Regions from separate parts of the Mus musculus genome. Here region 1 is linked to region 2. The links are chromatin contacts, called in public HiCAR-type maps. All regions are on one chromosome and are shown on one strand. The core of a region is the stretch at or near the end of the contact, and the rest is flanking DNA. Distances in the headings are between cores, read along the strand shown.

Evidence for each region. HiCAR-type assays count read pairs that join an accessible place to other places.
Region 1: a contact with region 2 is called in a HiCAR-type map of fibro-adipogenic progenitors, with 9 times the contacts expected there. The contact joins two enhancer-like sites. A contact is called at or near these places in 1 of 15 datasets of contacts at CTCF or cohesin (the NIH/3T3 cell line), 2 of 115 datasets of contacts at active chromatin or transcription factors (VIP interneurons and fibro-adipogenic progenitors) and 1 of 9 other capture datasets (adipose tissue).

Annotation. Positions count from the first base shown.
Region 1 is chr11:44,160,266-44,167,059 of GRCm38.p6, forward strand. No RefSeq gene overlaps it. Among named protein-coding and RNA genes, the nearest start is that of Gm12153, 200 kb to the left of the region's middle. Within about 2 kb of position 4,131, at least 25 of the 459 cell types and tissues checked have an H3K27ac peak or open chromatin away from gene starts, as enhancers often do. A contact at or near this core is called in fibro-adipogenic progenitors, where this site is marked.
Region 2 is chr11:43,881,297-43,888,104 of GRCm38.p6, forward strand. It overlaps a transcript of Adra1b not described here. Among named protein-coding and RNA genes, the nearest start is that of Adra1b, 48 kb to the left of the region's middle. Within about 2 kb of position 3,440, at least 8 of the 459 cell types and tissues checked have an H3K27ac peak or open chromatin away from gene starts, as enhancers often do. A contact at or near this core is called in fibro-adipogenic progenitors, where this site is marked.

The DNA of each region.
Region 1 (6,794 bases), core at 2,881-5,380, 280 kb after region 2:
CCTTGGAGTCTCCTGAGTGATGAAATGTCTTTATTATTCTACATAAATAACTCATGGTAGCTTCCAGGTAGTTTTAGGGTAGGGACTGGTCACCAAACAAAGACCAGGTACATCACCAGGGATGTACCTAAACTTTGAACTAGATAGCTAAGCCTTCAGCGAAAAGAGGGGCTGGAGACAGTTCAGTCACAACGCTAAGGATTTAACTAACAGTATCTGTATAATAGCAGACCAGAAAGAAAAAAAAAACTGTTATACTTGAGAGTTAAGAGTTTGCTGATTAGTGGATGCATGGATGCATTAGGAAAGTGATGTGCCTGGATTCCACGAAGAAAGGGCTTTGTCAACTTGACATAAATCTAGACTCATCTGGGAAGAGGGAGTCACAACTGAGGACATGCCTCTCTCACTTTGAACCATAGCCAAGTCTGATGAGGTAACACAAGGGCATCTTCTTGATTACTGATTAGGTGGGAAAATCCAGCTTACTAGGGGCATTACAGTCCCTGGGCAAGTGGTCCTGGCAAGTAGCTGGACATGAACCCAAGGAGCAAGCCAGTAATCAACGTTCTTCCTTATGTACAAGCAAGAGTTCTCTGCTTCAGTTCCTACCTTCGGATGCCTGTCATCCTCTGATTGGCTTCCCCTAATAATGGACTATAAGCAAACTTACAAAACTAGACCAAAAACAAAGAAACTGATCATTCTTTCTATTTAAATCTTCTGTCTAGCTGCTCTTCAAGTGCATCTGTTATAATTAAGCTGTGATCATGAACAATGTAGCCCTTTCAGAAAATTCTGAGGGCCTGACAAATTATTAACTCTGAAGAGACTATGAGACCTTCTTAATTTGTAATTAGTCTTTTAGTCATGTGGGTTCTCCCTGGGATTTGGGGCTGGTATCTGAGTAGGGCAATCTTGTGAAGACTCTGCCTTTAACCCATGTGGTCATCAAATTTTGTAAGCAAGAGGCAGAGATGACAGGAAAAACAGCTATGAGTAATTTGAGAATTCAGACTGTTCATTGCTTAGCACAGTGTATGGAAATTCTCTGATGGGTCTGACTTAATTCAAGTGCCTGTCAGTGGACCAATCAATCATCATTTGGATGAAAGTGGAGATGGTACTCAGTCAACACGGACCCAGCAGCAGTAGCAACCTGGGCTAAGTCCTACTTTGTAGAGCTTTCCCCATTACCTTGTGGATGGGATGAGACTGTGGACGTCAGTCCTTGGAGAAGCACAGTTTAAAAGTGGACGTTGGACAGCTGCATGTGAGCCAGTCAAGCCTACAGAAAAACAAGCCCAATATTGCTTCAGAAGAATCCATTTGGTGCCGGGCTTCTTCCAAACCTGTTCAAATGGGAAGCGTGCCCTGCTTGTCTAGGACAGGCCTCCCCCCTAGACTGAGAACACCCTCCCCTCCCATTCCTGGATCAGGTGACTTGAAATTAACTCTCTCTCTTGTACATGTGCACTCTTTCCATCTCTCTTAGTATCATGAATCTGCGCCCAAGCATCTGTAACAGTTACTTTTCTTGTTGCTGAGATGAAATCCCTTAATAATACTGCTAAACGAAGAAAGGTTTAGTTTGGCTCGTGGGTTGAAGGCACTTTCCATTATTTTGAGGAAGGCGAGGCACCAGGAGTGTGTGACAGCTAGTCACATCATATATGCAGTCAGGAAGTGACAGAGACATTAACTCTGGTTTCCGGCTCACTTTCTCCTTGTTATTTAGTCTGAGACCCCAGCTCACTGGCATTGTGCCACCCATGTTCAGAGTGAGGTTTTTCATCTTCAGTTAAACCTTTCAGGAAACACTTCTATGAACATGCCCAGAGAAGTGTTTCTAAATCTGATCAAGTTGACAGTGAAGATTACTCATCACAGGCATTCAGTCCAGCTTCCAGAGTAGACATTAACAAAATGTCACTCTCCCTGTAAGGCTCCTTTATATAGACCATCCATTAACCCCTGTCCATTTGCAGTCATACGTCAGGAAGTATATTCCACTGTGTTCATTTCTGTACAGCTGTGAGCATTTCCTTACTTTGTGCAGGATGAAGCCAACATGCAGGGGCATGTGGGCATGAGAACTAAACAGAGCACCAATACTACTGAAGTACTGGCCTCCGTGCACCTGTGACCCTTTCCTTCCCCATCACGTGATGCTCATTCTTGTGTTCTGGGTCTGCTGCATCTCCTTCTGCTTTAGCAACTTGGGGAATGGTATCTATCCCTTGCTACAGGAATAATTAACCAATGCTGCTTTACGAACGCTTGCAGTTCTAAACAAAGACCAGAGAGCTAATGGATACTTGGCTGATTGCCTCCTCAACACGTATTGACTCCAGTCTTGCTGAGGGATGCCATCCTGGGAAAGTATTGACTGCCATAGATTCCAACCAGGAGATGTAACCATAGGTAATTCACACTTGCAGTACTTGTGAAAGCCATGTCCAGCAACTGGCAGGGGAGAAAAAAATGAAAACAACTGAAGGGTCCCTCTGTTGGGAGGGGGAAAGACAGATGCAAAGACCAACCATCGCTTTACCCTAAGATGACACTTCAAAGTCTGGCATGGGGCAGTAGCTTGGGGAATAGTACTCTGGACAAGGACCAGAATCCATGGATCTTTATCCTAGATGCACTGGTTTGAGGATGGCCATGAGCCTTGTGCTTTCTCTTCTATAAAGAAAGAAGTGAAGGGAGAAAATGACCAACCTTTTTTTTTAAGGTGGAAAAAAATAAAACAAAACAAAACAAATCCTCCCCTTTATTGTTCCTTTCCAATGTTCACAGCCTCGTATAACCCATAGAAAATCTAACCATCAAAGTAATAATCGTTTTATATAGCAGGGACTTACTTGGGGATGTGAATGGGCCTATAAGCTTTGCTGTTGTAAATGAGTTTGGCACCCCTATAAAAGAAGTCCCAGAATGGGGCTGGAGATGGAGCTCAGTCCGTAGAGCTCTTGCCAGCAATACACAAAGTCCTTGGCTCTATCTATACTCTGTGCTGCATTAATCACGTGTGCTGTACATCTGTAATGCTAGCTCCTTGGACTTGGAAGAGGTAGGAAGATAAGTTCAAGGTCATTTTCTGCTACATAATGAGTTTGAGACAGTCTGGGTAACATGTAAAACTCTCTCTCTCTCTCTCTCTCTCTCTCTCTCTCTCTCTCTCTCTCTCTCTCTCTCCCTCTAAATTCCAGAAGCTGTCTTGTCCTCCCCTATGAGATGAAACACAGAAGGGCCACTGATGAGGAATAAGACACTGAATACACCAATACCTTGAACTTAAACTGTTCTGCCTACCAAATTATGAGTAATAAAGTCTATCCTATACATGTTATCCAGTTTAAAATATTTTGCTAAAATGATCCAAACGGATCCACATGATGAAATAAATCATCACCGTCTGTGCAATTTTGTCCTTATTAAATGCATCAGAAACCAACCAACAAATAAAACATTAGCATAACAGCCACAAAACACTATGCCTGCAGTCCTAATTACCCATGCCTTTTGTACAGTAGGCTATATGTTGAATTTTGACTCCATATTCCTTAACAGCTTCCCATACCAATCCACTGCCCTAACTAGTGTCAGACTCAAATATCACAGCAGTGTGTTGTAGAACCTCAAAAGTATTTAATATAGGAGAGAAATGCAGAGTCAGCAAATACTAGCCCTCTAGCATATAGCACATACTATACTGTGTTTTTCAGAGTGTGAGAACCTGGACTCCCATCGTTTCATGACACTTACATCTGTTTTCCCTGTGCTCAATGGTTTGGCCTCCAGCTAGGAGCTCTGACTCTCATTCCAGACTCACTGGGCCAGGTTGTTTCTGAGGGCACAAATACCCAGAACTCCTGTGCAAAGTCTGGGGCACTGTAGCCTTGGCTCCCCTCAAAGAGGGTATATAAACCTCCATTACACTGTATCTCACTTAATAAGGAAGTACGGTTTAACCAGATTAGTCAATTTTATATTGAATAATCCTGTTATGTTGAGTAATTTTATAATAAATATGAGTCATTTGGAAAGACAGTCTCTCTTGGGTTTTTGCTCATTACAATACATGTTAGGGAGTGAATGTGACTCACTGAAGACCTTAGACCTCCCAATCTAAACAATGAGCCTCCCACAAATGAAGCTGTGTGTCTCCATGGATATGCACATTCTCACTCTCTATGCTGAACACGACTCAACTTCCTCTCTACTCCAAGGTCAGAAGACCCAAAGGAGCCAAAATCTGTCTCCTAAACCTATGAAGAAGGTGGGCAGTGTAGAACCCATGGCCACTCATCTATATTTAATCATCTCGGCTCTTTATGCAGTTTAACATTTACTTTCCACTCATCCCTGTTTGTTTGGCTGATAAGAAAGCAAACTTGAGATATCTGACATGTTCATAAGGGAAAGATTTTCCAGTCATCATCTGTGATCAACCCCTCACAGCCAGACACATATGTCAAGCTTAGCCTGGTGGAAGGAGAACCAGGATTTTTGCTACCGAAATCTCTGCTGCTAGAATCTGTCACCTCTAGTCATGTGTCTTTCTGACTCTCTGTGGGTTTTGTTTTCTACTCCATCCTTCCCTAGCTTGAGATTAGCTCTATGGTATAGTTTGGAGAAGAAAGGACTGCATGGAGGAAAAATAATTGAACAGAGCACATCGAGAAGAATCCTCTGTAAACCTAATGCCTGGTTCCTAGTGTGGGTGCTCCTGGTCTTCCTTTGTGGCCAGTTAATATCTGAGAGCAGTTAGTGAGCAGGCCAAGTAGCAGCTGAAATATCACACTTCCTTCGATCGAGGACTGACAGCCATCAGCTGAGGTCAGCCTCGTAGTCTAGGAGACTCTGACATCGGCAAAACCACTTAGAAGGTATAAGAAAGTACCCACACTTTGGTCTTCCTTCTTCTTGGGTTTCATGTGTTTTGCAAATTGTATCTTGGGTATTCCAAAGTATTCCAAGCTTCTGGGCTAATATCCACTTATCAGTGAGTGCATATCATGTGAGTTCTTTTGTGATATCACTCAGGATGATATTCTCCAGATCCATCCATTTGCCTAAGAATTTCATAAATTCATTGTTTTTAATAGCTGCATAGTACTCCATTGTGTAAGTATACCCTCTGTTGAGGGACATCTGGGTTCTTTCCAGCCTCTGGCTATTATAAATAAGGCTGCTCTGAACATAGTGGAGCATGTGTCCTTATTACATGTTGGAGCATCTTCTGGGTATATGCCCAGGAGTGGTATTGCTGGATCCTCCTTAGTCACAATGAGAGGAGAGGCCCTTGGTCCTGTGAAGGCTCTATGCCCCAGTATAGGGGAATGCCACGGCCAGGAAGCAGGAGTGGGTGGGTTGGGGAGCAGGGGAAGAGGGGAGAGGATAGGGGATTTTCAGAGGAAAAACTGGGAAAAGGGATAACATTTGAAATGTAAATAAAGTACCTAATTTTAAAAAAAAGCTACAAGAAAGTGCTCCTCATACATGAGGGCAACAAGAAGAAGTTGGCATTGCCCTCTCTGGCCACTGTCTTGGAAATCAGTGAGTCATGAAATCCAAACCGTTTGGTGCACAATTCCTTGGCTTAGAGGGAGCAATGCAACTTTTGGATTCCCATGCACATACATACGTAATTTTGCATAAAAGTCAGGAATTCTAGAAACACCTTTAAATCCATCCATAGATCCCAGGGGAGAAGACCGTTTGTAGCAGAAAGAAGTGAACCCAGCCCATACACCTACCTCTGTCTCAGCTTCTACCAGCAGCTAGGATGAAAGCAGCTCCCCAGAATTCCATGTGCTCTTGGGACTAAACCTATTTGCTTCTCCTTCATACCATTAGGTCAGTGCTCATCTGTCCATGCCTTCTCCTCTTTTTTTAAGCCAATATTCTGCCTTTGCAGATTCTATATTACAATAGGTAACCCACTGAGGGGCAGGCTCTAACTCTATATTTTTAGGCCAGGAGGCTGAGATTTAGAAAATATATGGATGTTCTGAAGGCAGGGGCTAAGTGGCAGAGACAAGAATCAAACCCAACTTAAGAGTTGGTCTGACTATGCCGGGGCCTAGCAAACACAGAAGTGGATGCTCACAGTCAGCTAATGGATGGATCATAGGGCTCCCAATGGAGGAGCTAGAGAAAGTAGCCAAGGAGCTAAAGGGATCTGCAACCCTATAGGTGGAACAACATTATGAACTAACCAGTACCCCGGAGCTCTTGACTCTAGCTGCATATATATCAAAAGATGGCCTAGTCAGCCATCACTGGAAAGAGAGGCCCATTGGACTTGCAAACTTTATATGCCCCAGTACAGGGGAACACCAGGGCCAAAAAGGGGGAGTGGGTGGGCAGGGGAGTGGGGGTGGGTGGATATGGGGGACTTTTGGTATAGCATTGGAAATGTAAATGAGGTAAATACCTAATAAAAAATGGAAAAAAAAAAAAGAGTTGGTCTGAGTGCTAAGTATGGAAATTTGTCCATGGCTTAAAGTCATTATTTGACATCTCCTCAGCCACGGGTTATTCTATGTCACTGGTGGGGTTTTCTAATCTTTATTTTCATTCTTTCCCTGAGCTGTGTTTTCAGCTGTGCTAACACATTAGAAGGTAAACAAATTTATTTTACACACACACACACACAATTGCTTCTTATAGCAAAACTGTAATGAGATTTGAAACACTGGACCTTGAAATATTTGATTAGGACAAGTATCCCCAGGAAACTCTGTGGCCTTACTCATTTTTTTGCCCCACCCCCACTCCCCGTA
Region 2 (6,808 bases), core at 2,190-4,689:
TGGCTAATTCTTAAACTATGCCTTTGTAAGTAGTTACAGATGTAGATAGTGGCCATATTCAGATTCCAGTATATAGTTTGCCAACCCCTAGCCTACTGTATAGGTCTAGTTAAATCCAGAGGATATATGGTAGATTTAGAAACAGAAGTTACACAAAGAACGTCTTTTCTTGGACCTATGTTCTGAATCTTGTACATGATCAAATATATAGTTGCATTCATTAGTAGGGGAGATATTTAAGTCTTTTGCTACTTGGTCCTTAAAATATTGCATTTTAGAACCTCTTTTACAGATAGGTATTTTAGAACATTGAAATATGGCCATCAGTAGTGATTGAAGCATGCCCACTCCACGGTATTGATAGGAGTTAAGTGATGCCCATTTCCATATAGTAGTCAGTAACTTTCCTATGTTTATTTAGATGTATGTGGAATTTGTAGCTGTTTGATTTTTGTATTAATGTGTCTAAGCTTTCTATTTAATATATCATGGAGGTATTCCAAAATCAGTAACTATAACTTACAGACCTTATATTAGATATAAATTATGCATTATAATGTATTGAGCTTTTCTTTATTTTAAATAATTTAAGTTGATAAAAAATGCGCTTTGCTTCTACATGTGATGCTGTTGTGGATAATTATAAAACTATGATAATATATTTATGTCCCTACTTACAGAGTAGTATGGTTCATCATATTAGTTCATCATCTGTGGGTACCTTTGGTTTCTGTTAGTATTGTGAGACTGCCTTTGAATGATTCCTTGGCTAACCCAGGGTAATGGTGGAATGAGAACACTGATTTCCATAAACTTCTGTTTGCTGGCTTTTGATAGCCCTTTACCACTAGTTAATCTAATAGATGAAGTACTATTCTAAAAACTTAAGCCTAATTTCAATGTTACATGACCACAGTTTTATAAATTTAAATGGGTTTTTGGGTTATTCATGATGGAAGAGGTACTTGTGTTCCTTCAAGAACTGTCCAGATATTTATAACTAGAAATCACCAAGTGTTTCCAAATTTAGCACATCTTCATGCTAAACTCCTTAAGCATACATTATGATGACAATTTCCCCATTCATTTTGACATGATTTTAGAGCCATACGGGTAATCTCATAGGCTCTTTATCCAGGCTGACTTGCTCTCTGTGTTCCTCTCTCCAGTTTCTATTCCTTTCCTTTTCTCTCCTCTCACTTCTGTTTATACATGTCACTAATTTTCTGAACTACACATTAGTTGCAGATGTGATGTTCACATTGGCCAATAATCAATTATATATCTTATTCAGAATCCTCAGTGTGGGGTGGGCTAATTTTGGTCCCTGCCTCTTCTCTGTACTTTCACAGGCTTGTGGATACCCTGTTAAGTCTGGTTTAAAATGTAAGAGCATCACACACATCGTCACTAGTTTAAAAGTTGCAGATACTTACATCTCACTAATTGTTTTGGTCTGAGTCGTACATCCATTCTTCCCTTCCATGAGATCAAACAGTATTTGCAGAAGCCATCTCTTTCATACTCGTTAATCAGAATCAGTTCTTTAGTCTGTCTTTGATGACACTGGTATTCTTGAGAGTTAACATCTTTCAGGTTTTGAGATTCCTAAGTTTCTGATTTTTTTTCTTTGTGAAAGCCTTGAGGACATGCTTTGTGGTAGAAATGCTTTAGATTAATTGTGTATTGTCTTCAATAAAATTATTTATATATTATTATTACCATTATTATTATATTTTTTAAAAATATTTTTTATTTGGTATTTTCTTCATTCAAATTTCAAATGTTATCCCAGAAGTTCCCCCATCACCCCCCCCGACTCTCCTACCCACCCACTCCCACTTCTTGTCCCTGCCGTTCCCCTGTACTGAGGCATATAAAGTTTGCAAGACCAAGGGGCCTCTCTTCCCAATGATGGCCGACTAGGCCATCTTCTGCCACATATGCAGCTAGAGACACAAGCTCTGGGGGTACTGGTTAGTTCATATTGTTGTTCCACCTATAGGGTTGCAGACCCCTTTAGCATATTATTTTTAAACACAAGCTCGCACAGTCTATTCCTAATTGGTATAATACTTGCTATGTAGCCCAGGATGGCTTCAAACTCAAGTAATTCCTTTTTTATCAGCCTCCCTAGTGCTAGAATACAGGCATCTGGAATTATACTGTTGATTACTATTTTATTATTGCTGTTATTATAATCAACTTATGCATTATGCTGTGTCTTAGTTTCATTTTTCCATTGCTTTGATAAAATACTCTGAAGCATAGCTTAGTGAGAAGAAGTGTATTTGGCTTGTCTTTTCAGGTCATTTTCCAACATAGCAGGGAAAATCACAACAGCAGGAGAGTGATGGAAATGGTCATATGGCATTCATAATCAAGAGGAGGATAGTGAACAGTGCTCATCTTGCTTTCTTTTATGCAGTCCAAGATCTTGCCTAAGGAATGGTGCCGCCTACAATGCACATGCTTTCCCACCTCTGTTAGTGCAATAATTATAATCCTTAAATATGCTTATAAGGCTTATCACCCCAGTGATTCTAGATTTTATCAAATTGATAGTTCACACTAACCATCACAGATGGCTTTCTTTTCAGTCTCTTTTTCACTTTCAAAAGTCCGTGAATCGGATCTTACTCAGAATTCTCAGTGTGGGCTGGGCTAATTTTGGTCCCTGCCTCTTCTCATGAGAAAAGACTCGAAATGTACCATTTTTGTTTCCAAGTTTCTTATCCCCTTAGAAATACCTCAGGTGGAATAGCCAAGTACTCAAGAAACAGCCAGAGGAAATTAATTTTAAGATTTCAACATCTGTCACTCACACTAATGTCTTGTGTAACTGAGTTGATGATACCATTGGATACGTGACAAACTATCTTTTCCCACCTTAGCTTGCACATTTGCCCTTTATCCAAGATTATAAGTAAGCCTAGTCCCAAATAGTTCTGGTTGCAGGAGTATGTATTTGAACATTTATAGCCAGTTGAACTAGTTCCTCTGTGTTCTATGGACACAGATTGTATGGTTAACACATTTTTCTTCTTTTTAAAATTACTTTTTATATTTTTTAAGAAGAATCAATGTGGACAGCTTGATGAAAAACCATTCCCATTTTTTTTGCATAAAAACCTCTAAACATAATAGCATGCCATTTGAGGGCTGGATAAATACTCCTCAGTTGCATGGGACAACCTATTTGTTTTTGCTACCCCACCCTGAGATATAACTTAGATCCACACTGATAATTGATTTTTTTTCTTTTTAATTTATTGTTGGCTTTCAGCCACAGGGAAAGCTGTTTGGTGAGCAGATGGCTGAGACCACTTGTATCTGTGGCAGCCAGGTCAGTCAACTGCAAAGAACCCCATAGTCTACTGTTGGACTGGCCTGAGGCACCCAGAAAGGCATGCCTGGCTTTCAGGGTAGATGTGAGGGAATTGCCTCATAGTTTAGATAATATTTTCCCTCAGAGGGTCAGGTCAGACACTGCACTCTGATGTCATAAACTTCCAGGCAAGTGGCAGAAATTTGGTACCATGGGATTACTTGCAAGAATCAGCCAGAAGTCTCCAGAATCTGGTGGAGTGAATTATAAGTCATTGAGTAAGATGTTCATTAACCTCTTTTTTGGAAATACATTCCACTTGCTTCATCAGAGAATTGTGGACTTTTAAAAACAAGGAGTGACTTTGGAGGTTATGTATTTGAATGATTTTCCAGCCAAGTCCACCGAGTGTGCCTAATTCTCCTCAGACTGCAGGAACTCTGAGACAGAGGTTCTGCTTGTATGAAGTCCCCATGGACCTTTTAGGAGAACTGGTAAGGGAATATATTGGAGCTGACTGTTGGTTCTAGCTAAAATTCTTTAATCATTAAGGAGCTAAGGATTACTTAGACTGGGTCCAATTCTTGGATAACACATCAGAGAAATGATGATTTTGTAGGCTATACTTTCTGCATATTTCCTTCTATTCCAACCCATGAAGATATCCCAGAACTCCCAGGAGAAGAACTCAAGGTAAGAGTCAAATATAAGAACCCTAATACCAGCTGGCAAGACCCTCATAATGCAAAGAAACTCTGCTTGGGGGACTCATAGAAGTTGGGTCTTATGATGCTGAAGTGGAGGTCTGAGAAGGGACTCCCAGGTGGGACTGGGAGTGAAGTCGCTGATTGACAGGATTTGATAGTCATGACATCCAAGCTTGGCTCAAGAGTGACAGTAAACAAGGTGACCCAGAGATCCGAAACCCAACATCAGCCAATCCAACAGAGAATATGTGTTTACTAGGAAGTGGCCATGGGAATGAGTTCAACTAGTCTCTCTCTCATGACTTTGCATCTCTGTAATGTTAACCTGATATCATCACTCCTTCCAGCTACGGGGCCTGGAGAACTACTTGACACTTTCTCTTAGTCAGTGTTCATTGGTATCTCCATCTTTCTCCAGGTTAGAATTGAGAACTGCTCATCACAACAAAATTATCCTGTTATCCCTTTACCAATTAGCTAGCAACTGCAAGATAAACAGATCCTCAAGGAGCAAGCTTGACAGTTTAGGGAGACGGGGACTTACAGCCGCCAATCCCTCACTGTTAAACAGCTTGGACACTGCCAAGTACAGCTGTATGCTCAGGCTATTGAGCCATGGAAACATCAGTAGTAAATGCCTGGTACCTCACTGCAGGTGGAAGGCACAGATGGTTAGCTGTCATGACACTTGTCCTTGTCAAAAATCACTGTTCTCTTTCTTGTCTCAATATGACCTGTGCTAGCATAAAAAGAGCTTTGGGAGCTAGCACAGCTGGGAAGCAATGCCACCCAGAGCCTAGCTAGCTGTGTGTCTATGCTTATGTTCTTTCATTTTTCCCCCAGTCAGTTTCCTTGCCTATAAAATAGCAAAACCACACGTAGCAACCAAAGATGTAGGACTAACAATAGGACAGCCAGAAGGATGCTACAGGGTGGAAACCTGCATCCCTACTGATTTATGTCTTCTTCACCTTTGGTCCTGGTGGTACTTCCATGAGATGCCAAAGGTCTGAGGAAGCTTTTGATGTTTTTTTTTTTTTTTTTGGCAGCATGACCAGTAATATCTAAGATACCATGTAGTTTATAATTCTATTAATTTCTTTGATGAAAACAGTCATGTATTCTTAGTCCCTTACATAATGCAACTCCCCCCTCCCCCGCCCCACATGAGTGCACCCACACAGTTTATAAATCTAGGAAAGAACAATGTGGGGTGGGCTTTGTATTCACTGCTGGAGATTGTCTCTTGTGTTTCTGGAGATCCCTAGGATTGTTGGCAAGATGCTAAAGGGCTATAAAGAAGCCCAGAAGATTGTGGTCCTGGAAGAGGGAAACCTAGGGCATCTCCAGGCTACCTACCAGGAAAAGTGTCAGGGCTCTGTGGCCCCTGAATCTGAATCTGAGAAACATAAGGGATTCGGACAGTTCTTAATCCTCATAGTTTACGTCTAGATGTGCTAAAGGAAAATGCTTCTCTTAGTGTATTCTAAGATCCAGTTGCAATAATAAGCTCTTCAGAACCATTTACAATACCGGGGTTTAAAAAACACATAAGACCCAAATATGAGGTGCCACTTCTCTGGACTCAAGAGGCTCAGACAGGAGGGTCCTGAAGTATAGGCCAACCTGGATGATGTAGTGAGACTGTCTTAAAAGAAAATTTATGTATTGTGGAACAATGGACCACTCCCGGCACACAGGCACCCACCTGAGACAGTAGATGTCTTCTTGCTCCCTATTAGATTCCTGGTCTGGAACATGTGACAGCACTCCTCAGGTAGGTCTTGTAGCCTAGCATGCTAATGAGGTACCTATAGGTCCTGAGGCTTTAGCCAATAAGCTTCCCCTCCTGGACATTCTTTCCTGCAAAAGGTATTTAATGTCTGCCCCCAACCCCTCATTCCTGACTCCTCTGTGCAGCTTTTCAGCAGTGAAGGGATGCCTGGGAGCTTGGGAACCCCTGCTTCGGCCTCCCACATCCTAGGCTGCGTTTTCCCCACCTCCTGAGTGGTGTATCGGTACTCAGTGGCACAGGGTAAAGAGTCTAATGTGAATTTCATCTGCCCAGCACCCCAGTGGTGTGGCAAAACATGGACCTGCATTGTAGGAAATATTTTTTCATTTGTTACCCCCCCCCCAACTGAAAACCTTCCTTCTCCTGTAACACAGTCAGCCTTGCCAGTGAGATATAGTTGTTATCCCCCCCCCCTCCCCCGAAAACCTTCCTTCTCCTATAACACAGCCTTGCCAATGAGATATAGTCATTTTTTCCCCTAGGCCATTTCTTCCCACCTCACTGGTCTAAAGGCAGTCACCTGGGCCATGTCTGGCCAAAGAATGGGTTTCTCCCTCCTAGGTCACAGAGCTTCTGTTATTTAGATGTGGGTGAGCATACAGCTGTGTGGGGATATGGCTTTGGACAGCTGCCATGTTGGACAATGAGCAGCAAAGGAAAGCAGCATGCCAAGAGACAATCACACAGAGTTGGGGTGGGGTGGGGGGATAGAGTTAGGACTGGGAAAGAGGAAGAGGGAGTGGCAAAGGGGAGGGTGGGGGTAGCAGCTTCTCCTACTGATCTCATTCTGCAAGTCTCTGCAATCTTCCCACATAGAGCTTTCTTTTGAGCTTGATGCCATCCTTCTACCCAACCTGAAAAGCCAGGACAGACTTTTCTTCATCTGACATCCAACCAGTCCTTAATTAAGACAAAGACTTCACACAGTAAGTCATGGCACCACCATCTCCCCCTGAAAGGGCTCACTCTTCCCTTAAT